2 separate regions of the Arachis hypogaea genome follow, and region 2 is linked to region 1. Evidence: chromatin contacts called from public Hi-C data. All regions are on one chromosome and are shown on one strand. Each heading gives the region's core, a stretch centred on a gene start, on an enhancer-like site or on the middle of the called end of the contact. The rest is flanking DNA. Distances are from core to core; before and after follow the strand shown.

Evidence for each region. A called contact is a pair of places that touch in the nucleus more often than the background predicts.
Region 2: a contact with region 1 is called in a Hi-C map of leaf, with 2.1 times the contacts expected there. The contact joins the promoter of LOC112797081 here to the enhancer-like site in region 1. A contact is called at or near these places in 3 of 8 Hi-C or Micro-C datasets (leaf and an unstated tissue).

The regions. Positions count from the first base shown.
Region 1 is chr4:102,411,349-102,418,367 of arahy.Tifrunner.gnm2.J5K5, reverse strand. It overlaps the pseudogene LOC112797080. Among protein-coding and RNA genes, the nearest start is that of LOC112797081, 32 kb to the left of the region's middle. Within about 2 kb of position 4,452, at least 1 of the 3 cell types and tissues checked has open chromatin away from gene starts, as enhancers often do.
Region 2 is chr4:102,443,486-102,450,504 of arahy.Tifrunner.gnm2.J5K5, reverse strand. It overlaps LOC112797081 (kinetochore protein SPC24 homolog), which reads right to left and starts at 3,343. Exons shown (of 7, transcript XM_025839838.3): 1 at 2,803-3,343; 2 at 986-1,103; 3 at 1-150. The coding sequence starts at 100.

The DNA.
Region 1 (7,019 bases), core at 3,203-5,702:
AACCATAAGAGATCGGAGGAGATTATTTTCATGAAGGTTGACCATAGGCATGTGGCTCCTCCCTAACTTGATATCCATTCCCATAATGTGATTCCAGGTTGAAGCTTTCATTTCCTACAATATAGTTGTAACCAAACTCATAGCCAAAGGGGTGAGAATTCATGATAGCAAGAGAAAATAAAAACAAAAGCCAATATGAAACAAAGAAAACAAACTCCTACAACTAGCAAAAATTTGTAAACAAACAAAAAGTAAACTATTCACAATATTCACATATTCACAATAGCCAATAATATAACACCATTGTGATTCTCCGGCAACGGCGCCAAAAACTTGATAAGGGATAAATGTCGATAGAAAATTACCAAAGGATTTTTTCAATTCAATGTCGTAAAGTATAGTCCCAACCGACAAATTATCCTCAATTAAAGTTTAAAAGGTTGTCACAATACAAATCAAAATAACCGAGAATATTAATCCCGGGTCATTCTCTCTAGAAATTGCAATCAAGTCCTCAATTATTGGATATAAGGGAAATCGGGGGTGAGATAGCAATTGACAAGAAGTGTAAATGACTAGAAAATAAATGGCAATTAACTAACAAAGGAAAGGAAATCAAATGGTAAAAAGGTCTTGGCAATGGTTGATGGTTAAGGATCACTACCTTGTTACCAACCACAATATGATAATTGTAAATATCACTCCCACTTTGTCATCCCAAAATTGGAGAAAAGTCAAGTGAGCTCAATTGATCCTAATCCAGAAGTCCTAGCCACTCACTAATTAATTTAGTGAAGACTAGTGTCAATGTAAATAAATTATCAATCATATGGACATTAGTAACTTAAGGTTACCCAAGTTACCAATTCGAGTCAAGAATAGAAAAATCTAATCCATGGCTAAAAGAAATATTTCATCAAACACCTAGAGTACAATAAAGGTAAACATCATATAATGCAAGAATTAATAAAAACCATAACTAATCCAAGCAAGAAATCATTGACAACAACGAAAGAAAACATCAAAAGACATGAAAGCATAAAATTGCATAAAAAGAAAATTGAGATTAACAAAAGAGTTCATGAACTAAAATTAGCAACATGGAAGAATTAAGAAGAGAAGTAGATAAACTAGGATACTAGAACAATAAAAAGTAAAGAAAACTAAATTAAAATAAGATTGAAACCTAAATCTAAAAAGAAATTAAACTAAGAAACCCTAAAACCTTGAGAGAGAAGAGAGCCTCTCTCTCTCGAATTCTCTCCCCATCTAAAAACTAAGCTAATGGCATGTGTGTCTCATTCTCCTTCACTCCCAGCCTCTAATCTGCAGAATGGGCTTGAAACTGCGCCAACAGGAGGTTTAAAATCGCACCCAGCGTATTCCCTTTAGTGAGGCACGTGCCGCTTGTCACGCGTACGCGTCGGTTGACTGCTCCACCTGGTCAAGCGTACGCGTCGGTTGACTGCTCCACCTGGTTAAGAATTAGCATTTTTAGGGCCTAAGAAGTATATTTTGAACTATGAAGCATAATTAGGAAGAAATCTTAAAAACATGCAATTTATGTGAATAAGTGTGACAAGAGTTGACAAAATCCACTCAATTCAATAAAAAATAAACCATAAAATTATGGTTTATCAAGAGTCTTCTCTCCATTGAACCGAGGCCAACCCCCTGTCTAGTCTCTTTTGGATTAGCTTACCATCAAATTGTCTATTACTCCAAGTAAATTTCTTTCCTTCAAACCCCAAATCAACTAGTCTTTCATTTTTGATAAAATTTAAAAAAATTTAAATGGAAGTAGCAGATTTCATCCTTTCTCCTTCCTTTTCATGGTAAGTAGTTACAGGATTAAAGTCACTAATACTTAAACAGTGTTTACCTGTGTTAGCCATGATATTTAGAATTTGGCTAAATTGTGTTTCTCTTTATATCTCATTAGTGTACAAGTAAACTCCCATCACATCCCATGACTTCAAGCCCATAGAGTCATCCGATTTAAAATGTACTAAGTAGTCTTCATATTGCATAATCTGTATTTTCTTCCCTTCCTTCCATATAGGGGTGGCAATAGGGCGGATAGGGGCGGGTTTTTGCTCTACCCGACCCCGTCCCGTTCAACAAAAACCCGCATTGAACCCGCCCCGCCTCTATCCGCGGGTAGTAAAATGTTAAACCCTAACCCGCCCTGTAGGTACCCGCCCCTATAATTATTAAATCCAAAAAATAAAATAAAATTTTAAAAATTATATAACTATTATTTATATACATAACATAAATTAAAGTAAAAATTTAAATATGATACAATATTATTAATCATTTTACTAATTATTTTATATATATTACATATATTATATATTAAAAATATATATTTATATATCTATTATATATAACGGGGCGGGTAGGGGCGGGTTTAACCTAAACCCGACCCCGCCCCACCCCGTTAAAACCTGCCCCGGTGCAGGTGCGGGTAATTATCCGCTCCGAACGGATAGGGATGGGGTTGGTACCCGTGGGTTCGGGTAGTGTTGCCATCCCTACTTCCATATCACTACTAAACCTCTTGCCAACCCTCTTGGATCAACACAAATGAAATTCTTAAAACCTGCACCTCCAAGAATTCTCTCCACAGGCAAGGCTGTAATTTTTGTTTCACATAAAAACACCACCTTGAGAGAATGGGTTGAACACAACCTTTAATATTGTGAATTGTCAAAAATTTTTTCAAATTCCGATAATTCCACATGATCATCTTCATGGATTCTCGAATACCATTTTTTAGGTGATACCCACCCTCTTCTCATTCATCATCATGTGAACATGGCAGATTTTTTTCGCCTTTGACTCCACCTTCTTTCCTTCCAAACTCCTTTTAACCCTGGTCACTTGTGTTTTTGGTACATCCGAAAGCTTTCCAAGCTCTATTTATAAAATAATTCACCAACCTATAATAGAATAACTCAAGACCAAACGATTGCAATGATAAAACAAAGTGGCACCGAAAGTTGGCTTGCAAAATTATTAGAGCATATACAAATCACAAGTCACTAACAATTCTTTGATTTAGCATTCAGACATCCACTAATTATTTCACAACATATAGCAAAACCCCAAAAACAGAGGACTGAAATTGAGAGAGTCGTCAAAACTCAAATGACAGAAAATACCCATTATTACTCCCAAAAATAAATAAATAACTTATGAAAAAAGTAAACATAGCTACTCATTTACATGATCATTCAGGAACGCAGATAAGGCAAAACCAGTATCCGTATCATGAAAACTTTCAATGATTATGTTGCTAGAATTTTCTGATTGCCCCGTTAGGTGACAATGGTAACATGTCACCAATTTATGCTTTTGGGACTTTGATCCTGTCTTGCTCTTGCTTTCCGATCTTTTTTACTACAACCTCTCATCACAAACAACCTGTTTGTACACTTGCCATTGTTGGATTCAAATTCTAATTTATGTTGCTCTTTTATCATCAATTCCTCTTTAACATCTTTGAGATGTCAGACCTACCATAGAGTATGGTATCACAAAAATCATCATAGGATGGAGGTATTGTATTCAACAAACTCGCAACTTGATCAATATCTCACACTTTTATTCCAGCTGCTCTAACATCGGATATCATTCGATCAAATTCTTCTATGTGATTTTGCATTGACTTTTCTTCCAGGTATTTGAACGTGCACATTCGCTCCCATTGATGCAATTTGTGAGACAAAGTATTTGCGGAATATTTTTCTTCCAAAGCCTTCCATAGTGAATCAGGAGTCTTCATTTCCGTAACCTCTCGCAGAACATTATTTGCTAAGCATGACCTTATAGTATTCCATGCTTTGACCATTAGCTCCTCTTTCTTTTCGGGAGATAATGCAGATTATAGTTTTTCTTTACCCTCTAATGCTGTTTCTGAACCTTGTAGAACCAACAATGCTTGTACCTTCAGTTTCCATAAGCTAAAATCGTTGGACCCGTCAAATTTTTCCACTTTAAATTTGGACAGCACCATCTTGGATTCTAAATCAAATAACAGAGATGTCAATAATATTACAAACCACAAGCAAATACAAATACAAATCTTCAATATATGTCACTCACAATGAATTTTACTCTTACTACAATAGATATATATAACTTCAAAAAATGAGCTTTGCTTCTTTGATGGCCTCCTTTGGTTAGAGGTTGGCTCTGTTTATATAAGTCAGTCAAGTCCGCAATTAATGGGGGCAATAATTGCACTCGCCTAATTTTCATCCAATCAAATGTATTAAATATTTGTTGCAAACTAAATCTTTATCACATGAGTATAAAGCTAGCTGACATTGGTGACACTTGGCATAGAAAATTTAAATAAAAACTGCAAGCCCCACTTTATGGACATTATTGACACATTATCAATAGCAAAAAACCAAGCCATCATTTTGGCTTTTGACACAAATTTCACTGGCATGTGTCCGCTAATTAAAGATGTGCAAAGTTGATATGTATAGCATAATCATATCTAACCAGTATTATTTATTTCATTATTTATTCAATTTTACTTTTTTTTTATTTTTTTACTTTTGTTACAAAAAATAAGAGGAAAAAGTAACCAGAAAAAAGAAAAAATGTCGGGAAAAAACCCAATAAGAAAAATACATTAAGTCAACACTCAATAGCGTAGTCCAAAAACTCAGGAAAAGGAACGAAACTCACACACATAAAACATAAACCACCAAATAAAATCGGTAAGCACCCCAAAAGAATGAGAAACACACATTAAACAAGACAACCAAGAGATTAGGTCAAATGCACCAATACTCTATCTAGTAACTTGATTTAGCATACTAGATCTATGCTACATACCTTTTAGTTTGGTTTAATGTCTTTATATTAACTATTAGCAAAGACAAGGAATGCCAGTTACTATAGTCAAGAATGTAATGAAAAGGATAAACAGGGTTAAACATTAATGGTGTTAAATATATACAGTTAAGTTGATTTAGCTTAATCTCAAAAACTAATTTTAAACATATCACCAATTGTTACCAAGCTAACGAAATAACTCAAAAAATATATTAAAATTAAGAGATTCTGAGTCAACCATAAAAATTAGTTCAATTATATAAGTTGAGGAGAAAAGTTTCCAAAAACTTAAAATCATGATCAACATTAAATATCTAGGCATATGAAAAAGTTGGTAGAAAGCTAAGAAAGCACACTAAGACCGTAAGTGGGAAATGACAAAGCCCAATTACACCTTGCGTAACAAAAATGAAAAATGAAAAATCAAAATTCTCAACCCGCACTACCAGCATTTGTCCTCTACTCATTAGCCATGACCGAATAAAAGGGTATTAGTGTAAAGAAGAAATTCTGTGAACCAGGCAGTTAGATATTTGGCATGCTGCAATAGTTTATCATATGGCTCAAATTAACATGGTTCATAAAAACAAAACAATCAAGAAGAAGAAGAAGATAAAATATGAAGACCCAAGCAGGACACATTTGGCATAATGTTCACAAAATGAACATTAATGTGCATGCATGTCATAGCATGTCATGGCCATAAAGTTTATTTGTACATGAAAGCCTTATGTCTCAGGTTTGTGACTATGATTTGTAAAGCTCAAGTTATGAGTAACAATAATAGTGCTACAATGACACTAGAATCATGAACTATGTAGAAACCAATTGAGAATGTAGAAGACTACACATAATTTTTAGAGGAACCACACCGAAGGGTCCACATCTTAGCAATGTTACTTCTTGATTGGTTCTGATTTTTAGAGGAACCACACCTAAGGGTACTAGCTTCCTTCAATTTTTTAATAATCAACCACAAAAAATCTAATAACAAGAACAATTAAATTAACACAATAATAACAAAGTAAGGATCAGTAAAAACAACTAGGGAGTAGCAATGAGTAATAAGTCAATAGCAACATAGCAAAAGAGTTAATAACATCTAACACAACAGCAATTAAGTGATTAACAAGCTAACAAATTAACAAATTGCAAAAAAGACACAGCAAGCATGGCAATTGGCAAGAATGCAGCAACCAGCAAGAACTAGTAGGCAATAGCAAAAACTTTAGTAAACCAGAACAACAACAATTCCACTCACTTTTTTCTTTTTTTTAAATTTGATACATCAACACTCACCATTCACCAAAACCCAAGAACGGCAGTCAGGGTGGGAAGACCCCAGAGCAGTTCAGCATACAACATACACACAAACACAGCCAAAATCAGAGGACCAAACACAACAAAGTCATCATCTCTAACACCCCCACCCTTATGCTATCAAATCTAAGCAACACAACACAACAGCAGAACAAAAGCCATACATTTAACAAAACAACAATTCTTCTACAACAATAATAACAATAATGGGGATTGTTAGTCAATGAAAATGTTTCATTTCTTTCTTTTGGTTTCTTTTCCCTTAAGTCAACACTATATCGTTTTTTCTAGTTTCACTTCTAAATAAATTTATTGATGAACATTGGCTAAAATAGAATCTTGAGATCAAATATCAAATTGGGTTATTCTTTATTGCAGAATTATGTTCAATCATCGCTGTTACTGACAAAATGGTAAAATAATAAACTGGCAGAAGTTAAATTGAATCTAACTAATGGCTTTTCACTAATCATGTACCAACCTGCAGTATTCTACAATAAAATTGATTCCAGTGATTAATTACACTACAGAAACAGGACATGCACCTTAAAACTGACCTTTGATCGTTACTAGCTGCTAAGTGCTAATGCAAGAAGTGAGATTGTTGATACTGGTAGCCAAAACCAACTGGAAATTAAAAGAACTGCGCATGGGAGGAAGGAAATTAGTTATAACAATAAAGTGAAGAGAAGTCAATCACCCAAAAATCAGAAGACTAGCAAGCAGACAGGTGACCACATGAGAAGTCAATCACCTAAAAATTAGAACCAATCGTGAATCAGAAGCTAAAACCCCAAAATTAAAAACCCCAAAATTGGAACCCAAAACCCTCTAAATTTCAC
Region 2 (7,019 bases), core at 2,094-4,593, 33 kb before region 1:
CAAGGTTGTCGATGTCGTGCCGATCCGATAGGATCTTGACGAGGTCGTCGCACCAGGAGATCAACTTCTCTACCTCGATGGTTCTAGAAGGATCCACCATTGGAAATCTGAGTGGGAAAAAGGGAAAAGGAGTCTCTTCTGTGCGTTCCTCTTCACCATACCAAGAGTAAATAGAAATTAGAAAACAAGAGACACAAATATAGGTTCTAGCAGGAAAAAGAACTAGGGGTGTTCATGGTTCAGTTTTTTTTCATAAACTGGACTGAAACCGCACTAAACCAAGCTGTTTTTTTCACATAACAAGTTCTCTCTCTCTCCCCCTCTCCCTCTCCCTCCCCTCCCCCTCCCTCCCTCCTCCCTCTCTCTCTCTCTCTCTCCCTCTCCCTCTCCCTCTCCCTCTCCCTCTCCCAGAAGTCAGAACCCTCAAGTTGTCAAATTTGAGATATTTTACTTCACTTCACCTTCAAAGTTGATCAAGTATGGATGGAAGTCCCGAATTGTAATTAAAATCATGAGAAGAATTAGTAACAAATTTGTAGTCAACTCCTTGATTCTGGAAAATAAATTATATATCAACACAAGTTTCAAGTGCATAGGGAATCATCCATATTTTGGCATTCTTAAATATTTCAATATATTTAAGACTCCACTGTGTTCTTTTGTCCTTATTATTATTCTTAACATTTCAATATATTTCATGCTATATATATGCCCAGAAATTAATTAGTGTCCTGATGATGCTACTACATCATTTTATTCTTCAACATTCTTATTCATTTCAGCGGACCACAGGAAAATATAATCACATTACAAATACCTTTACACACTACATATTACTTATTATTTAAGGCCCAAGCACTGATGTCAATTATTTAATTTGTCAAACATTTGAATCGGGGAGTTTGAGTTGAACAAATCACCAAGCATGAAGAAGTTAAAAACAAAATCAAGAGGCTACAAAAACCTGAAGAAGTGAGATTCTTACTGTTTATGCAGCAGCAGTACCTAGCTTTCTAAAACAGTGATCATCCACGAAAGGTAGAAGCTTTGAACGAAATGGAGCATACCCAGATGTAAGATGGCTGTCTCCCCTGGTTCCAATTCTATTAAAACATAAAGATAGGACAAGGGTAATGAATGGCAAATAGAAAAAGAAAATAAACAAAGAAAATATGGATGAACTGCATACAAAACTGTACAAGATAAAATAATAACTTGAATGCCAAAATCATATTGCACTTGCAGCAGCTTTAAACCATGATTTGAAACTTGTTCTTGCTGGAGACTAATGTGTATAATTAAACGAAACTAAGAAATACAGAACGCGGAGACCGTTCCTAATGCTCTCCAATCCGGAAGTAAGCAACGAAAGCTAGGGCCGAAGTGGTGTGCTAGGGTTTAGCCGTTTGTAATGGTGCACCGTAGCATCATGGAGGTTTTTTATGTTTGCAAGGTTCTAAAAATCGGACCGGTCATCAAACCACTCCGATCACTGGTTCACTGGTTTACTGGTCCAATCAGTTCAATCGTAGTCCAACCGGAAAAACCGTTTTATAATAAAATAATAAATAAATTATAAATAAACATCCTAGTACATACTTGTAGTCTAATACAAACTTAGTCATTCCATAAGAAAAATCATCACCATCTAAAGCAAAATGCAATTCCAATCAATGAATACTATTCAATAAGTCAACCTAATCATTTAATAAGTTAATAAGTTCAAACAAAATGCAATTATAATTAATACTATACAATCCTTACAACTGAGTAGCAAGACCTCTTTTGCAATTAAGCTCAACCTAATCACTAAACCAAACCTTCTCAAAACACAATAATTATCAAAATTTATCACAATCTAAACTCATATCTAACAAACAGCTCAAAACTCCAGGCCATCAACAAACACCAACACAGGCAACAAAGATCAAAGATATCATCAAATTGAAAAATAAAATAAAACAAAATAATAATCATACCTGACCACACCCAACTGCACAAATCTCCTGTGTGGTGAACAGAGCATAATGGAAGAGAAAAAATGGAAAAGAATACAATCCCCAATTGGAAGAGAATAATGAAAACATTCAGCATATAATGACTGAGGCAGAAAACAGTCTCAACAGAGCATATTGGAAGAGAAAAAATGGAAGATAGTCACAATCTAAGCAAATGCTTCTTGATTGGCAGAAAATATTATTATTATGAGCAAATGCTTCTTGATTTATATTATCATCCATAACTGAAATTAACAGTTACAATCTAAGCACAAGATTAAGAAACTAACTCCTATAAGAATTAAGAAACCTGTAATTCAATTCCAAAGATTTATTAACGGAAATAATATGTTGATAGCAAAATCGCTAATAAAAAACCAAAGTGACATTTATTTTTGTTTCCAATAATGATTAATTACAAAACTTCTTTTATGATTTTGCAAAGGAATGGCCACAAAACCCCACATATGATGAAATCAAATTGTAATTAAAAAGAGAACACGGATAGTAGTAGAGATATAATGCTTCTCCTACAGAAACCATGGCGTAACTTAATTCCAGTAAATTCACTAAGCATCAATTCAACAAGCCCGTATCAATTTATCACAAGAATCAGTATCAATTTATCATCAAGAAGTAAGCCCGTAACGGACTTAATCAACCAGAGTTCACAAACATACACAAAATTAACTATTTTTTTTTTACTAAATCATTCTAAACACATTAAAAACTAAATTAACCAATCACATTTTCTTATAAACAACTGATTAAAAACAAAAAAATTAAGCAAGAAAAATTAACTAACCTTCGGTGGTCTTCGAACGAGCAGAGTAGGGAGGAGAGGGAGCAACAATGTGACGTGGAGAAGCTGGCGGCAGTGGCGATGCAACAGACGACGAAACTGGACCAGGCAAAGAAGCTGGCTACGCGCGAAGAAAAGAAGCTGGCGAAGAACGGCGGGACGGCGGCGGTGAGAAGAACGACGGCAACAATGGAGGCTAGGGTTGGTCACCTTTTTTTCTTTCTTTGAGAGAGGGAAGCTTGGTTGAAGGTTTCAAGGTGACTGAGAGCAATGGGCGGTGGCGCTGATTCTCACGCCCTGCGGCGGTGGGGAAGACTTTTGTGACCTAGGGTTGTGATTTGGGGGTGGGGGACTGCAGCGCAGAGGGGTGACTGGGTGAGGACCGAAGAGATACTGGCGCGTTCTTTTTCTTAAAAACGAAACCACGTCGCTTCAAGAAAACCGACCGGGTCCTGATTCAATCCGACCGGCCAATTTCTGGCAGATTCAATTATTTTTAGCCCTTTTTTAAAAAAAAAAAATGGTTTTTGATATTGAACCAAACTGCATTAGCACCTGATTCGTGATTAGATTGATCAAATAGATCGGTTCAATCCGATTTTTAGAATCATCGATATTTAGATTTTTGACATTCATTCAACTTAGAAACCAGTTTTTTTATAGTTTGGTTTTATAAAAATTGTGATCTCAATTTGGTTATTTTACTTCAGTTTGATTAAACTAATTTCTTCTAACACCCTTAGAAAGAGCTGAGTTAGTACTCAAAGTGGTCCTTGAACTTGTAGTTGAACCTCAATATAATTTCTGAACTTAAAATTGCCCTAAATTTGCCCCTAAACTTAACAACGATCGTTCATGATATACTTTCCGATGACAAAATGATAACGTGGTTGGATGGAAGCCACGCTGCACTGGTAAAACATCGTCGTTTCATTTTTTGCACCCAAATAGAACATAAACGATATCGTAAAGTATCTATTTCGGCGCAAAAAATGATACAACGATGTTTTACCAGTGCAGCATGGCTTCCGTCCAACCACGTCATCTTTCCGTCATCGGAAAGTATCTCACGAACGACCGTTGTTAAGTTCAAGGACAAATTTGGGGCAATTTTAAGTTCAGAAACGACATTGAAACTCGACTGCAAGTTTAGGGACCATTTTGAGTATTAACTCGAAAGAACCACTAATATAACATGAAGAACAACACTGCATACCTAAATTTTTGTAGGAGACAGCGTTCGTTGCGATGCCAGTAACAGAGATATTAGGCGACGGCAGATGCTATTGGTGGATAAACAACGGTCAGAGAGAGAGAGAGAGAGAGAGAGAGAGAGAGAGAGAGAGAGAGAGAGAGAGAGAGAGAGAGAGAGAGAGAGAGAGAGAGAGAGAGAGAGAGAGAGAGGGGCACTGAGATCGGGTAGAGTGACTCGAAGAAGTAGGTATTCGTAGGCAATTGAATCCAAAATGCGATGTGGAAGTGGTAGGATATTTTGGCGAGTAAATTGCCATTTCTAACCATGAAAGATTTGGATGCTAACATTTCTACCCATGAAAGACAAAAATTAAAGTTATACCCATGAAAGATGGGTTTTTACAGAAAAAATTATCCAAATCCTAAAATATTAAATAAAATTTCCAAACTACCCTCTAATGTAACCTAAGTCTAACCTCGAATTTTACTCCACACCACTACTCACCCAATCCCAAACCTTACCACCACTTTCATCCTCAACTACTGCCATCACCACTGCCATCACTATCACCACCACCGTCATTACCACTTCGTTTTCTGTTCTGTCATCATATTCCACTCGTGGAACCACTGCTATTTCTCACCATACCATCTAAGAGTAATAGAAGAAAAGCAAAACCAAACCATCATCAACCTCCTCTCATACCCTTTTGCACGGAACCACCTTATCTTCTCATCAAAGCCACCTTCAAAGCTTCTCAAGATTGCACTCTTTGTTAAGAGATGGCCTCAGGGATCTCATGTCGGAGGGCTTGAATGCCATGCTATGATTATCCATATTGCTCTTGCAAAAAGAGGCCATGAACTTCACATATTCACCACTTCACCAAGTTCCTCTACTATCTCGAAATCTAAACTTGAAAAGTATTTTCACTTCTCAAAACCAACTCCAAGTAATTACCTTGACCAAGCTTTAGTTTGGGAACAGTTTTAGGAACAGAACAAAACAGGGTCACCATTTGACATTGTTCATACTGAAAAGTGTTGGCCAAATTTGAGGAGGATTATGAAGAATAGGACGAAAGAGAAAGTGAGGTTAATAGTGAAGAAATTGAAAAAGTTAAAATTTTTTAGATGTGTTCTTTTTCTTTGCTTTTTTGGGTACCTTTGATTTTGGAGAAAAATAAAACAAAAAATGATTTTTTCCTTTATTTTTACATGAAATAGGATCCATGGTTAGATTTTGATGAAAATAGAAGAGAAAGTACGAGAGATAAACAAAATTTTGGATTTGGTGAGTTCTATGATGTGTGTGTTCTACGTTTTCGATGATGATAATGATGGATAGTAATGGTGGAATCGAACATGTGTTGAGGTAGTGTCCAGGAGCAGTAGAGGTGGTGCTAGCGGTAGTGGTGATAGTGATGGGAGCAGTGATGATGGTAGTTGGGGGATAGGAGAGTGGTGGTAGAGTTTGGAATTGGGAGAGTGATGATGTAAAGTAAAATTAGATGTTAAAGTTAGGTTATACTAGAAGGTAGTTGAGAAATTTTATTTAATTTTTTAGGGTTTGGATAATTTTATATGCAAAAGCCTATCTTTCATGAATATAACTTTAATTTTCGTTTTTCATGGGTAAAGACGACAGCATCCAAATCTTTTATAGTTAGAAATGATTATTTACTCATATTTCGGCAAGTACCTGATTGTCCATTTTTTAAATTGGTCTCTGATTTTCTTTGTCACCTCTATTTACGACATTAAAAATTACTAATGTGACATATTAAGTAATATTATATTAATTATAATATACATTTAACAGTTTTAGTTTTTTTTTTTATTTTTTTCAAAGATAAATAAATTTTTTATTTGTTGAATAAAATTGAGTCAAAAAACTTCACACAAGTAAAAAAAAGAGATATTTACTATAATTAAATTATATAAAAAGACAACAACAAAAAACTAAGTTAATGTATGATATATCTATAACATTTATCTTCTTCACTTATCTTCTTTCTATCTAAGAGAAGCTATTCAGTTAAGGAAAAATTATTGTCAAAGATGAATGAGCTACATGCTTTTCATATTAGTTAGAGAAAATTAATAGTGAGTAATAGACATTTTTTTGTTTCTTTTTTTTTTTTAATTATCAACAACTTCCACCCACCATTTTCAAAAGACTTTGTTGGGTTTAAATTGAGGATTTGGAATTTTAATTTTTGCCAAATAGTGCTAGAGTGAACACAACAGATTAAGCTATAATGCTCAAGAAATTCTTTCAATTGCTTGCATCTTGAGCAAATTAGAGAGATTGTCATTATTTTTTTATGAAGTTTTTGGCTAGCTGGTAAGCCATTGCACATCACCTTTTACAAAAAAAATCCTAATTATAAGCTCACAATTGAGAGCCCATATTAAAGATTATAAGCGCTTTTCCCGACATAACTCTGACAGAAAAAAATTGGAAAGCTATGCAATAGCCTTAACTGAATATCATCCATCTTTGGTGCCCCTCCAAGTCAATTGATAGCGTGCCATCCGTTGGTTTAGAAATTCTCTCAAAAAGAATCTTGTTGCAAGTATAGTTCTAAACCAACATACGACATGTATCAGAATTTAATTTATTTGCCATGAATTTAAACAATAAAAACCGGGAGTTTTAAATCTCGGATCGTCTCTCAAAGGAATTGCAATGCGGTGTGCGTATTATCGGTTATGAGAATAAGGGGTTTGAAGGCAAAAAGACAAGAAACTAAATTGCAAGAAAGTAAAGCTAACAAATAAGGAAATTGAAATGCTAAGACACTCCTGGCAAAGATTGAGAGTCAAGGCTTCCTATCCAAGTCATTGATCACAAACATGGCAATTACCTAGAGTTAATCCTACTTTGTCGTCTCCTATATCGGAAGAAAGCCAAATAGGCATAGTTAATCTTAATCCATTGGTCTTACTCGTTAGTGAAAACAAGACCAACTAACAACCCTAAATCACCAATTAATATTGGACATCAATGACTCTCAATATCA